Linked DNA regions of Zea mays: regions 2, 3, 4 and 5 are each linked to region 1. Evidence: chromatin contacts called from public Hi-C data. All regions are on one chromosome and are shown on one strand. Each heading gives the region's core, a stretch centred on a gene start, on an enhancer-like site or on the middle of the called end of the contact. The rest is flanking DNA. Distances are from core to core; before and after follow the strand shown. Region 1 holds the start of LOC100280710. Region 2 holds the start of LOC103650051 (putative ribonuclease H protein At1g65750). Region 3 holds the start of LOC100273935 (rhicadhesin receptor). Region 4 holds the start of LOC103650050. Region 5 holds the start of LOC100274253.

Region 1 (2,791 bases), core at 129-2,628:
GCGAGACGAGGGACTGAGGCTCTTAGCAAAATCCATGAATGACCAAGCACCTAGAATTACGAGAAATCTTACGCAGACCAGTTCTAATCCCCGGTAACAAGCACGCGTCGCATTTCCTATTCGTTCGCCTCGCTTCCGGCAAAACCCGCAAGGCTACGAAACGAAACGAAACCCCCAGAAAAATCTTGACGAGACAAGAGAGAGAGAGAGAGAGAGAGAGAGAGAGAGAGAGAGAGCATAAGGAAGCTTCTGAGCATCAATGAAAAGCAGGAGCTGTACAGATCACCATATGATTATTATTATTATAAAAAAACGCTCAATCAACGATAATCGTGGTCCTGCCTTTTTTTCTAATCGGAACGGTATCCGCAGGCACATGGGGGCGCTATGAGGATGCCCGTTGCGTTGCATTGCATCTTCCAATCATCGCGTCATGAACCACACCAGGAGGACGCACGCCTCTTCCAGCAGACAGGCAGGCAGGGGAGGGAGGAATACAACAAACAAAACGCTAGCTAGGGTTAGCCGCGCGCACGGCGCACCTCATCCAGACTATTATACCCCTAGCTAGCTAGTGTGTCCTGTCTCCGAGGCACGGCATCGCGTGGAAGTTTTCGCGCCAGAACCATAAAAAAAAACAACCAACCAACATACCTCTAGCCACAGCCGATGCAATCATCTGTACAGATCGGAGGTCCGATTCTCTCGGCTGATTGCGAACGTCTTTGGGATTGGACAAGAGGTTTCTGATTGGAGACCCTCGGGGTCCTAAAGAAAAAAAAATTTGCTTCGCTGGCTGGATGGACGACACGACACAGAGGGAAAAGGAAGATGCTCCGTGTTCCTCTGCAACGCAAAATGCTTTTGATCCGGCATCCTAATTATTGGCTCCAGGTAACAAGTGACCCAGAGTTGTCTCTCTGCGACAACAGACGACGGTGCTAGAGACCCTAGCGTACATGTTTTGATGAGTGAGAAGTTTTCCCGGTTGTGTAGTTTCCCTGCTTCAGGTCACACTCATTCAGAGTACCAAAAAAAAAAAGACAAAAAAGAAAATTGAGCATCAATCCTTTTCCCAATCGTGTAATCTTTTTTACTTAGCTGGCTTGAGTACAAAGTAACAATATTTCTTGATATAGGAAGGACGAACTGTCGGGAGTTCCTTGTAGTAGTTTATGGTAGTGACGTTGCAGTAATAGCGTACCAGCAGGGGGGGCTCTGAAGCCCACCGACGGTTGATGAAGGGACACAAATTCTAGGGGAGGCGCTGATAAGACACAAGGACACACGTTTTCTACAGAGAAGCAAAGGGAAAGGCTAAGACGCTCCCACAGCCACGAGCTTTAAAAGAAGGAGAAGAGAGTGGCCCTTAACCCTACCGTTCTCTTCTCCCTAATCCTGGTAATCAGTAGTAGCCACTAGCGCTGCTGCCGTTCTCTTCCCCTACCCGACACAAGCTCCACCACCTCTATCTACCACACGCCACCACTGTAGGAGCTCCTCCACGATCATCCCGCCCTAGAGCCATAATAATTCGTTGAAGAGGAGGGGGTTCTTAGAACCAGAGGGCGGCTACCTGTGAAGGATACCCGTGCTGCTGGCTGCTGCTGCTGCTCCTCAAGCTAGAGCCGTGTGTGGGCTGTGCAGATTGCAGAGCGCAGCTTCCAGTCTCAGCATTGCTTTCAATGGGGAGGCACTCCTGCTGTTACAAGCAGAAGCTGAGGAAGGGGCTCTGGTCTCCTGAGGAAGATGAGAAGCTCATGAACCACATAACCAAGCACGGGCATGGCTGCTGGAGCACTGTCCCCAAGCTTGCAGGTACAACCATCAAAATCAAAATCAAATCCTGCACGCTTTGCTCTACCTTCTCAATTGTCCATCTCCACTGTTTCCTGCTCCTTCTCCAAGGCTACTTCTTTCTCCCAACTCCTCCTCTCGTACCTGCTCAATTGATTGATTAATTAATTAATTAATGGTGGCAGGGCTTCAGAGGTGTGGCAAGAGCTGCAGGCTGAGGTGGATAAATTACCTGAGGCCTGACCTTAAAAGAGGCGCATTCTCTGAGGAGGAGGAAGACCTCATCGTCGAACTTCATGCTGTACTGGGGAACAGGTAAAAAAGCTAAGCCCAAAATCATCACAGACACAGAATTTTGCACAGGCCGATTGCTTCCAAGCAAGCTTTCTTTTAACCAGGCCTTTTTCTTTTTTTTTCCACATCCATGGACAGGTGGTCTCAGATTGCAACAAGGTTGCCTGGAAGAACTGACAACGAGATTAAGAATCTCTGGAACTCGAGCATCAAGAAGAAGCTCCGGCAGAAAGGCATTGACCCCAACACCCACAAGCCGCTCCTTGTCGAGGTTGAACGCAGCAAAGCAGCTCCAACGACCAGTACCGAGAGGACCTCTGAGTCCAGTGATGTTGACCCTTCAAGTGGCGGCGCACTTGGCAACTCGAGCCATCTTCTTCTCAGCGAGACAGCACAATCACCACAGCTGCCAGCGCTCGGTAAGCATCGCAGAGAAACTACTAGCCTCGCACATCTAAGGGTGCCGCCCAAGGAGTTGTTCCTTGACCAGCTGGTTTCTGGTCATGAGAACCTCACTGGCTGCCGCACAGCAGGCCCAGTTCCAAATTTCCCTTTCCAACAGCTCATGTGCTACAGCAATGAATTTGGCAACAAGAATGGTGCTAGTAACAATTCACTCTGGTTTAACCACAATGAGACAAGTGGCAGCACCATTTCCACTGTGATGCCACCAGTTTCGCCATCAACTCTCTCAACATCA
Region 2 (2,791 bases), core at 212-2,711, 440 kb before region 1:
GATGTTAATGATTCATGAAATCGAAGAACGGGAGGTCGGCGGGCTTGGATGGAGCGGGCTTCAGCTTCCCCTCCCACAGCACGAACCGCGGCGCGTTCGGGTCCCCAAAAACCAAGTCATCCTTCAGCTCGCTGTCCACCTGCGCGCGCGCATACAATCCATTGAGCATTTCAATTTCACGCCTCCGCAAGAGTCTGACAAGAAGACGCCCGGGCGCCAGCGAGGAGCGTACGGCTATGGTGAGAACGGGGTCGGATGGCTGGAAGCTGTTGGGACTCTCCTCTTTTCGAGACATTGACAATTTTGTCATTATGATTTGTAGACTTCACCGCTATACCATCTAATTCACAAATAATAGACATAAATGGTTCCAACAGTCATAAACATGAAATAACATAATAACAAAATGGGAAATTTGGATCCATACCATTAAAAGATCACCACTTTAGATCTATATCATTACTATCTCACTTACATGTGAGTCCACATGAGTAAATGACATGTGTGGTCCATGGTATATATCTAAAGTTTGGATCTTTTAATGGTATAGATCCAATTATTCCTAACAAAATTGAGACTTGAGAGTGACACAATCACAAATTTCTCCCTCCCAAGTCTCAAAGGTACCCTTCCTCGGGTCGCTCGACCGGGGTGATGTTGCCGCCGGAGCGGGCGCGGGCCTCCGTGACAAGCACGTCCCCGACGCCGTGCCGCCTGGACAGCGCCTGCGCGGTGCAGAGGCCACTGATGCCGCCGCCCACCACGACGCAGTCCGCGTACAGCTGCGCGCCGGTGGAGGCCGGTGCCTCGGCCTAGCCGCCCGCCACAGCGGCGCAGCGTACGCTGTAGCCTGAGTCCGCGATGGCGGAGCCGCGCAGCCTTCGGCTCCCATTGAGTAGCGGTGAGGCCGCAGACGCAGCGGTGGCCATGGCGGTAGCTGCGACCATTCCCCACGGCGTTGCGGAGCAGCGAGCCAGCGAGCGCGTGTGCGGCGGAGGCGGAAGGAATGACGCGACGAGATGAGGTAAGGCAGTTGGGCTTGGAGTTAGGGATGGCCCACTGGAACGGCACAGGTGGGCTAGGAATTGCATTTGCCGTGTGTGATTGGTTTTGTGGATATCCAATCCAGCAATCAGTCATTCGTCAAAGTCTACACAAGATACACAAGGGTGACGGAGGCCTTCTTCGCCCTTGAACTTGGGCCCTGGTTGCAAGACGAATTTGGGGCCCAGGGTCGATTGCAGCAAAATATTTCTTGAAAAAATAACCTATATCTCTCTATGAACTATCGTTCTGGTCTGATTTGCCTCTCAAGATTTCACACCCTGATACCATAACCCATCAACTCTCAAACCGTTCAAATTAAGGTGCCATTTGGTTTATCTCTACTACTCTATATGTTAGCAGTGTAGGCGTCCACACTGGCATGTTCTGCCACCCGCAGCCGCCCCGCCCCGCAACCCGTAGCCGCCCCGCAGCCGTGTGGACGCCTACCAGATCTCGGTCGCGATATTCCAGCGATTCTACGTCCCGCCGCCGCCATCATCGCCCCCAAACTCGCGCTCTGCTCCGCGGCCTCCACGCCCTTCCCCCGCCCGACTCTCCTCGCCCGACTCTCCTCTCTCCCGCAATCCCCGCGGCCTTGCCCCAGATCACCGTCCCGGCTCCCCAGAAATTCGCCTAGATCGCCGCCCCAGCTCTCGATCCTCGCCCACGCTCTCCATGGAAGGCGAATCCGTCCGCGACAGCCCGATCTCCATGCAAGGCGCGTCCTCCGCCCCGGATTGCTGCCCCGGCTGGCTGGTTCCTTCCTTCCGGCTTCCCCCGTCAACCAAATCAACTCGTGAGGTCTCCTCCCCATCGCCACACCCACGCGCCGCGCACAGCACACCCGCTCGCCACGATCCCTAATCAATCGGACTGACCCTAGCCCGCCGCCGGCCACCCACGACCGCCCGCCTCGGCTCGTCTCAAATCAGGCGTCCCAGGGGAGCGAGGCCTCGATCGCAGCGGACCCCGATGCCCCGCATTCTGGCCCCTCCGGCGACGTCGGCGGCAGCGGAGGCATGATCCGGGGGGGACTCGGCGGACCTGCCAGCCATGGACGCCGCCGCACGCCCGGCCATTGTCATCGACAACGGCACAGGGCTCCCACACCTTGCAGGACGTGTACGACTCGCTGGACGTGCACGTCGTCCACTGCCTCTCCGTGCTGGTCGACGCTGACTAGGCGCCCGACGACTACTACATGGTGGCCTGCACGCTGTTCATCCACGTCGCCAAGTCCGCCTCCACCCTCATCCGCTACGCCGGCTCCAGCGGAGCCTCGCCGACGCCCAACATGACCGAGCCGCCGGCCGGCTGGGCGACTGGGCCTGGTCCATCAACCAGGCCAGGTCGTTCCGATGGAACCTGACGGCCAGTGTCGCACGCCCCAACCTGCAGGGCTCCTACCACTATGACCAGATCAACATCACCCGCACCATCAAGGTCATGGTCTCCCGTGGCCACATCGACGGCAAGCTCCACTATGGCTTCAACGACATCTCCCACAGGGACACCGAGACCCCCCTCAAGTTCGCCGAGTACTTCAACGTCACTCACGGGGTGTTCAGCTACAACCAGATGGGCAACGTGCCCCCCGCCGTCAATGGGCCACTCCATGTCATCCCCAACGTCATCACAGCCGAGTTGCATCTATTTGATCAATTCTAGGCGCTGAGGTTACTATCGGAAGATCATATAATACCCAAGTAATCGAAGTAGAAGAAGCTTTGGAGAATCATGCAAA
Region 3 (2,791 bases), core at 100-2,599, 410 kb after region 1:
GCAACGGGGCAGGAAGCGCACCATGGTCGGATGAACAAAGAAGGAAAATCTGTGGCATGGAATAGATGTATGTTATTAGATTAAAATAACAAAATTTATGTATGGATAGGATCACAAATGGATTCCGAAACATTTTCCCATAACAATATAACACATATGTACATAAGTTATCGTGTTATTATATGGTTTCGTTGCAACGCACGGGCACTTACCTAGTATTCTATATTAAAAACACTTGAGCATGATGTTCTACTCGTTAGACAACTTTATCCATTGTCTCCCACCCTTTTTCCATCAGGGGGTGGGTTCGAACACCACCTCCTGCATCACTTTTTAATATTTTACGCTGATTTAACCAAATAGCTCGACGAGCTAACGGGCCGGCCCGACACGGTCACGCTGGCCTGGGACGAAGCTGCGGCTCGGGGCGTCGTCGGGCCGCCCGTTTGGCCATCTATATGTGGAGGTGTGGTTTGGAACGTGGAGATTGTAAGGGGCCAGGCTGCAGCGACTTAGTTAAAAATAGATATGGGGTTATTTGTAAAAATATGACACGGGACGACCGTTGAAACGAGTGCTTTAATATAGTAAAGATGAGCTACTCTACTAATGCTAATGAATCTATACACATGCAACAAGCAATAAATTATAATTAAATATAGATAAAAATTATGTAAAGTTATATGTTTACAGTATAAATATTATCTTTGTCTAGGCTGTCGAAGATTTCTGGATCCGCTACTTGACTACTACCAGCACCACTGTACAACGTGATCCTAAAACAATCTCCTGAAAATGGTACGAATGCCATGTGCTAAGAGCCAACCGTTTGAGCTGCAACCCATGTGCGATTAATCGCCCATGCATCCTGCTGCACGGGTCGACGCCTGTGGCCCGTGCAATCAGGGCGCTGTCTCTTCTCCGTTTCTAGAAACGTGTTCGATTTGTTCTCAATTCATTTGAATTGAATGGAATTGAGTAGGTTTGAATCTCAAACGAGTTAAAATCTTTCATAAATTTTTCTAATATCATTCAATCCTTCTGAGATAGGAATAAGTGAATAAGTCCTGAACGGAACCGTTGGTTCATCCAAGGCAAAGGAGTAAGCAAATGGCACAATGCCATGACGGTGGGCTATGGGTCGGGAGGACCGAGTGCGACGCGAGGACGAAACGAAGCAAGAAACCCGGCCTGTCGCACAGGCACGGATGACGAAACGGAGGCAGAGAACGAAGCTGGACGCCTGGACTGGAGACGGTGGCCCTGGATCCGCCGCTGTCGTCCCACTGCCACGGACGCCCATCTGCCACGCACAGAATAATTAACCCCGCGACGTGCCGAGGACTGCGTCCAAGCTCGGCTGCCCCAAGTACCCGGCATGCATGTGTAGCAGTTCGCCCACGCTGCATAAACAACTCTATCTCAACGGCGACGACGCTCCCATCTTAACAGCCAGGAAGCTGGCGTCTTGCTTGTCCTTGTTCTTTTCCCACCCGGCTACCCCCGTCGTCGCCGCCGCTTTCCCCGTGGTTTCAGAGCTCCAGTCGGCTAGCTAGGCCGCCTGGCTAATCTCCCTGCCTTCTATAAGTACAGGTTCATTGTGTGCTGTGCTCCCAGCTCCATCACTGACACAAGAGAGCACGCTACTACTCATCACTCGCCAACGTGCAGAGATCAGGGAAGCGGCACTCCATCCACTGACTGACCGCTCATGGCGAAGGTCCACCTCTACGTCGCCGCGGCCTGCGCCGTCGTCCTCGCGCTCGCCACCCCGGCCCTCGCCGGTGACCCCGACATGCTGCAGGACGTCTGCCCGGCTGACTACGCCTCCCGTGAGTCAAAACCCGATCGGTCTTCTCAATAAAGCTAGCTTCCTGGCATCATCTGCTTCTTGTCCTGGTGGTCTTGTTCTTGTGTTTTTATATGTATCGCGACAAACAATCGACTTGCTGCTGACCCCGTACGTGCGTGTCGTGTCCGTGCAGCGGTGAAGCTGAACGGGTTCGCGTGCAAGGCGAACTTTTCGGCGGACGACTTCTTCTTCGACGGGCTGAGGAACCCGGGCAACACCAACAACCCGGCGGGCTCCGTGGTGACGGCGGCCAACGTGGAGAAGTTCCCGGGCGTGAACACGCTGGGCGTCTCCATGGCGCGCATCGACTACGCGCCGGGCGGCCAGAACCCGCCGCACACGCACCCGCGCGCCACCGAGATCATCTTCGTCCTCGAGGGCACGCTCGAGGTCGGCTTCATCACCACCGCCAACGCGCTCTTCACCAAGACCGTCACCAAGGGCGACGTCTTCGTCTTCCCGCGCGGCCTCGTCCACTTCCAGCAGAACAGGGGGCACGGCCCCGCCGCCGTCGTCGCCGCCTTCAACAGCCAGCTCCAGGGCACGCAGGCCATCGCCATGACGCTCTTCGGCGCCGTGCCGCCCGTGCCCTCCGACATCCTCGCCAAGGCCTTCCGCATCAGCAGCGGCGAGGTGGACCACATCAAGGCCAACTTCGCGCCCAAGTAGAGATCCAACGTCTGCATTCCCTTGATTTTCTCAATAATAAATCCCCGCGGTGTGCAGTTCGATTTGTTCGTCTTCGCTTGGTTTGGTTCGAGACATTGCTGACCACGCTTGTTACTGCTAATTTGTGCGGACCGGAGGGAGTTGCTTGTGCTCCGATAAATAAGATAAATAATCAATTCTATCGTCGTCTGGGTTGCTTTGACTTGGTCCTTCTCAACCGTGTCGGATTGTGCTTGCAAAATGTTTGAGAGATTAATAACAGCGATTTGC
Region 4 (2,791 bases), core at 184-2,683, 390 kb after region 1:
ATAAATGTTTTTCTAGACTCAGTGAGCATACAGAGTGTACGGTGGGTTAAACACAAAAGACGTTTTAGTTGAAGTTGTATACAATTCAACATGAGTCATGTTGGTTAGAGGGTGGAAGGCTAGGCATTCTGCTCAATAGATCCAAGATTCGATCCTAGGCAGCCATGATTTGATTTTTTTTCTGGACGGCTGAGATCGTAGAATGACAGAACACAAAAAGGCAGACTACTATTGCTAACTTAATAAGTAGTAGAGGTTTACATGATACATTAAGAAAGAGAAAAGGCACTACTAATTTTGAACATTGTCTGAAGCTGCAATTCTTTGCAGATAAACCTATAGGTCTCCACTTGTTGTATACTGAACATTAGACTATATGATGATGATAATACAAAACGTCCACCACGTGAGCAGTAGGGTCTGGTCTAGCAGCACGAGTATTTGTTCCTGTTTAATTCAAAAATAAACTAGCGGATGACAAATATTCGATAACGGAGTTAGTATATTTGAGGCTTGTTGTTGGAGAACCACGTTTTGTGTCACTTCTAAATAGATTAAATCGGTTTAAAAAAATATTGACCTTAGTTTAGGATCCTTCTTGGAGTTGCTTTTACCCGCAGGAGATTGCTTACATTGGCCTCCACGTCGAAGTATAGTTGTACATTCGGGCCGCCCAGCCCGGCCCGGCCCAAACCCGAAAAAACTCGGCACGTTTAATTTCGGGCCGGCCCGGCCCAGTATTAAATTCGGGCTGTGCCGTGCCGGCCCACGGCCCAGCCCATATTTCACTAAACATGCCGTGCTTTAAATGGGCGGCCCGAAATAAAAAATGGCGCAACCAAACGCCCGCACCGGGCCTCAGTCGCGCAGTACGACGGCGGGGTCCTTGGACGGCCCGAGGTCTCCCCCTGGGCAACCGGCGCCGGGATCGTCGGACGCGTCCCTCGCGGCGGTGGTGGCGGCGTCAGGGTCGGGGTCGCGGGCGGAGTCGATGGCCTCCTGAGCCTGGTCGAGGTAGGGCTTGAAGCCGACGCGGAAGGAGAGGTAGCCGAAGGCCACGGCGCCCAGCACCACCACCCCTGAGGCCCTGAGCGCATCGCGTTCTGCCGCGCCCGGCTCCTGCCCGCACTCATCGCCGACACGGACGCGCGCACCTGGTTTGGCCTCCTGTCGACCTGAGAAGACAGAACGGTGGATGGATCCCTGATCCTTCCCAGCCTCCCTGGATTGGACAAGTGCAGTGCGAGTCTGTGGACTGTGGGTGTGGGAGTGTTTTGTCTCTATAAAGTCTAAGCAAACAGCTAAGCTGCCTACTCGATCCGTTCCTTCTAATCTTTCCCTATCTTAAAAGTCACAGGTTATGGATGGAGCATGCCGGTGGCCGGTGCTGGATGGGAGTCGCCAGTCGGGAATCGGGATCGGCGGATCGGGACACGGGAGAAAACGGCGGCCGGGCAGGGACGTAGCACGTAGGGTTTCAGGTTAATGGAAATGGGCCGCGCGGTTGCGGCGCTTTAGGCCCGTCCCGCCGTCCGTCCGTGGACACACAGACAACGAGAATTTCAGGAGTGCGCTGCTATGAATTTCGGGCCTTTCGTGCCAGTAAACGGGCCAATTCGGATCTGCTTAAACGGACCGGGCTCGTGCCCGCCTGTGGGCCTCGGCGTCGGCCCAAGCACGGCCCGATACAAGTATACAACGGGCCGGGCCGGGCCGGCACGGCCCGAAATAATTTCGTGTCGTGCCGTGCTTGGGCCGAACTTTTTTTTCGTGCTTCGTGCCCGTACATTAGGTCCAGCCCAAATGTACACCTCTACGTCGAAGTACTTGCTCGTCACTTTGGCCTGCAGATCCACGGGCCACGGCTCTCTGTAGCGAAACACAGGCAGGCTGTCAACACGCACACGCGCTCGGTCTCTCGGGGAGCGCCGGCAGGTGCCCGTAACCGGACATACTGACGACGCGGGCGTCGCGGTGGCCGCCAAGCCACAGCGCGTGCGTAGCACGCCGCGTCTCGCCGTCGGCGGTGCCGGCGCAAGGACGGAGGGAGCGGACACGGCCGGCATGCACACCAAAGTTTTGTTTTGGTTTGGCTTCGCATATCGGTTTTTTTTTTGGATTGTTTTGGCCTATCGGATTAAATGGAGAAATCAAGAGGGAGTGGTGGGCCTCCGGAGTTAACTTGCGTGAACGCCTTTGTATGGCCTGTTGGGCTCCTTCCCACTCGACTACCCTTGTCTTTTCCTCTTTTCGGCCCGTAAAACTGGGCTACGGTTGTGTGTCCTTTTGTAGCCCGTGTGTAGCGCAAAAAATAATTATTTTGTCTCTCTCAACTATCGTGGAAGTTAGTCAGCCTTTTCACCCATATAAAATCAGATAGAAATTATCTCATCTTTGAAAATCAGGCACGTGACCATATGTCTGATTTTCTATATGTGTTTCCTTATTCTTTATGTTTATTTTGATCAAATCTTTAAAAAACCCAGACTAAATCATAGAAAATTCAATCTTGTTGAACTCCACATGAATAGATTAGATCTATGCTTTATGTAATTAGTTTATAGATGCAGTTTCTGCGGTCCAATTATATTGAAAATTTTATGGTACGCTAACTATTACATATTTGAGTTATAGTAAATAAAATCATGCTCATTGGATCATGTAATGCTGAATTATAGATTTAGCTAGGTTAATATTTGTTAAATAGTTTTAAAACAATATTTAAAAGTGTGTAAAATAGAAAATATGTGCTCTCTATGTAGTGTTACTATATGTTATATTATATGTAAAC
Region 5 (2,791 bases), core at 129-2,628, 300 kb before region 1:
CTTATGTCCAGATTTAGAGAATCTTTCTTGTAGCTGGTATAAAGCCAGAACAACAGATATAATGGGGCAGAGGGAGTACATTTAAACAACAGAGACCAAAGTGTGAAAAATACTTACATCTCCCATCGTCGATCAAGCACATCAAGCTGTTCTTGCAACTTCTCTTCTGTCCAGACTAAGTGCAAGGTGTCATGGTCAAGTTTGGATACAGCAGGAACTTGTGAAGCAGTGAGTGCAACCTTGACACCCTGCAGGCATGAATCCAACTGAACAAAATGCAGCATGCTAGTGGGCACTTGCTTCAGCAGAATAACATAATGCACGAGAAAAAAGGGAGCATGCCTCAATAGGGTCTTGTTTCCTGCCCAAAAGGTACCTAGCTTTCCCATGTTGCGTCAAAAAACATAATGCAATATGAGCATCATCCATGTCAACAAAGAAGCTATTGAATTTGCTAATCGTGACAACACATGTCGATGTCCAATGAGAGTCACTCAATTGCCTAGCAATATCGGCAGCTCGTTCCTGCAATCAACTAGCAGAGAAACAAATAAAAATACTGTATGCTACCAAACAAAGACACTTGGGTCGAGCAATTTCACGTACCTCAATCAACAATTTGAACACGAGGATATCCTCCTGCCAAACCGCCTTCCTGGAGCTGATGGTCATGAGTCTCACCCTCCTGACCAGCTGGTGCAGGTTCGTTGAGGATGGATCAATCAGCTCGGATTTCAGCAGTACGTCCCCATCCGCACGCATCTCTTCCTGAAAAATGCCAAAAAAAAAATTCAAAATCCAGTTCCCATGACCTAACGCAACAGCTGGAGAATCTGAGACAGCCGTACGACGGGCAGACCAGAACTTGCGGCAAGCATAGCGGCGTGAGCCCCCCGGGGCGCGCGAACCAAGCGCTCGTCACCTGCAGTTTGTCGGCGTCGCCCCGTCAGAACATTCAGAAGAGAGGAAGAGAGCTCAGGTGGGTTGGTTAGTGGGGCAGTCCGGCAGTGGGCGGGACGCATACGTGGTGGGCAGGGGCGGAGCAGACGCGGAGTCGCCTGGCGACGCGGAGGAGAAGGTCCTTCCAGAAGAGGACCGTGGGCTGAGGCCAGTCGCTGCGCTGCCCCGTGAAGGCCTTGAACCTGGCGCGGAGGTCGGCGCTGTCCAGGTCGTCCCACCAGGCAACGGCGCCCACCTCCGCCCGCACCGCCGCCTCCCACCCCTCGCCGGAAGCCATAGTATCCGAGAGCCGAGACGGTGCTGCCCGCCCGCCCCCGGAACCGGAAGCGGTACGAATTGCGGAAGCGGGTTTGGAGACCGGCGCCGAGGGGGAAGGGAAGATCGAGAGTGGACACGGAGGGGAAGCAAGAACGGGGAAATTTTGCTGGGCCTCGGTTTGTGACCGTCGTTCCAGGTTGTATATAAGGCCTGAGTGCCTGACCAGTCATCAAAACAGCCTCGTTTTTTGGCCCAGTTTCAACCAGGCCTAGAAGCCCATAAATTCTAACCAGGTCATTACAGCCCAAACGTTCCCAGGGCCGCTCCGAGCCCATACCAGCAGCTCACTCGCTTCGATTGATTCCGAGGGCTCGCGGGCCAGAGGGACACGTACGTGGCGTCGTCAATTCGTCTTCCAAACTTTCCCAAGCACAGGCTTGCTCCTTGTTAAGTAACCCTAGTTAGGGTTATGTGGGCAAATACCGACTTTGCCCCTGAGGGGTCTCATATCTCTATATAAGGAACATGTACACCCCTTCATAAGACAGAGATCAGAAAGAGGCCAGAGGTCCAACCATATATCCTGTGTCTCGTGTGTTTCTTCTGTCGTGCTTATGGGAAGGGAGACGGATTCTCTACAGCTTCTTGCGTCTCTACTGCTGATGGGAGGGAATGGAGCGGATCTGGTGATCCGTGGTAACGTAGTTCTCAACACGTTATCAGCACGCTCTACCTCGATGTTGCTGCGAGATCAGATCTGCATCAACTCTCCGTCAAGCCGGCAGGTCCCCGGCCTAGCCGAACAGTCCTACGCGACAGTCTTCGATTACTCCTCTACGCAATCGAACGGTATAATTGTTTTTTTAATCTAATGTTGGTGGAATCTCGTCATCGCCCACCATGTCCAGTGGGGCTCCTCTCGATCTACCCCGAGCACCATAGTTCGTGCTCGCCTTGGAGTCACGACCGCGCGTCGGACCTGCACCGCTCGCCCGCACATCAGAGATGCTCACGTCACGTCGAAAGCCGTGCGCCTGAGCTATGGCCGCGCCAGGAGCCGCACCCACGCCAGCAGTCGTGCGGCCCTGGCAACCGTGCTGGCTGTCACGCCAGGATCAGCGCCCGCGCCTGCAGTCGCGCCGGAGCCGACTGCCCTGGGAGCTACATCCGCCAGTCATGCATGTCGTGGTCTCGTGGAGATGAGAAGTCCTATCCTATTCTTGTGCGCCTGGAGTCGTGGAGATGAAAAGTCCTATTCTTGTGCTGCATGGAGATAAGGACGTACGAGAGAAAAAAAAGTGTTCGCACTATTCCATGCGTTCGTGCCATGAAAAAAGGCATTTGGGCCCACTTCCCTTTGACCAGTGAACGAGTCAACCAGACGCAGATACTTCCAGCGGTCTATCCATGCAAGACTCCTCGAGTAGGCCCCCTATTTTATATAAATAAATTCATGTTGAATTTAAACAAGTTAAAGTTGTATGTTTACTTTTACGTAGTAATTTCTACTTTAATTAATTATTTCCTGCAGTAAATAATTATTAGAAAATGCATGCTTAAATATGGAGAAATG

What was found. A called contact is a pair of places that touch in the nucleus more often than the background predicts.
Region 2: a Hi-C map of tassel shows a contact between it and region 1, with 4 times the contacts expected there. The contact joins the promoter of LOC103650051 here to the promoter of LOC100280710 in region 1. A contact is called at or near these places in 3 of 25 Hi-C or Micro-C datasets (bundle sheath, ear and tassel).
Region 3: a Hi-C map of leaf shows a contact between it and region 1, with 9 times the contacts expected there. The contact joins the promoter of LOC100273935 here to the promoter of LOC100280710 in region 1. A contact is called at or near these places in 2 of 25 Hi-C or Micro-C datasets (leaf and leaf mesophyll).
Region 4: a Hi-C map of ear shows a contact between it and region 1, with 3 times the contacts expected there. The contact joins the promoter of LOC103650050 here to the promoter of LOC100280710 in region 1. A contact is called at or near these places in 5 of 25 Hi-C or Micro-C datasets (bundle sheath, ear, leaf and 2 more).
Region 5: a contact with region 1 is called in a Hi-C map of bundle sheath, with 4 times the contacts expected there. The contact joins the promoter of LOC100274253 here to the promoter of LOC100280710 in region 1. A contact is called at or near these places in 16 of 25 Hi-C or Micro-C datasets (bundle sheath, ear, endosperm and 6 more) and 1 of 3 datasets of contacts at active chromatin or transcription factors (leaf).

The regions. Positions count from the first base shown.
Region 1 is chr3:48,923,293-48,926,083 of Zm-B73-REFERENCE-NAM-5.0, reverse strand. LOC100280710 reads left to right here and starts at 1,378. Exons shown (of 3, transcript NM_001153629.2): 1 at 1,378-1,818; 2 at 1,983-2,112; 3 at 2,230-2,791. The coding sequence starts at 1,686.
Region 2 is chr3:49,359,376-49,362,166 of Zm-B73-REFERENCE-NAM-5.0, reverse strand. LOC103650051 (putative ribonuclease H protein At1g65750) reads right to left here and starts at 1,461. Exons shown (of 5, transcript XR_004857128.1): 1 at 233-1,461; 2 at 1-139.
Region 3 is chr3:48,515,422-48,518,212 of Zm-B73-REFERENCE-NAM-5.0, reverse strand. It overlaps LOC100273935 (rhicadhesin receptor), which reads left to right and starts at 1,349. Exons shown (of 2, transcript NM_001148327.2): 1 at 1,349-1,832; 2 at 1,986-2,738. The coding sequence starts at 1,712. The coding sequence ends at 2,521.
Region 4 is chr3:48,538,266-48,541,056 of Zm-B73-REFERENCE-NAM-5.0, reverse strand. LOC103650050 reads right to left here and starts at 1,433. Exons shown (of 2, transcript XM_008675718.4): 1 at 1,092-1,433; 2 at 599-1,089. The coding sequence starts at 1,133. The coding sequence ends at 859.
Region 5 is chr3:49,222,606-49,225,396 of Zm-B73-REFERENCE-NAM-5.0, reverse strand. It overlaps LOC100274253, which reads right to left and starts at 1,378. Exons shown (of 8, transcript NM_001148619.1): 1 at 1,025-1,378; 2 at 860-922; 3 at 607-768; 4 at 343-525; 5 at 118-248. The coding sequence starts at 1,237.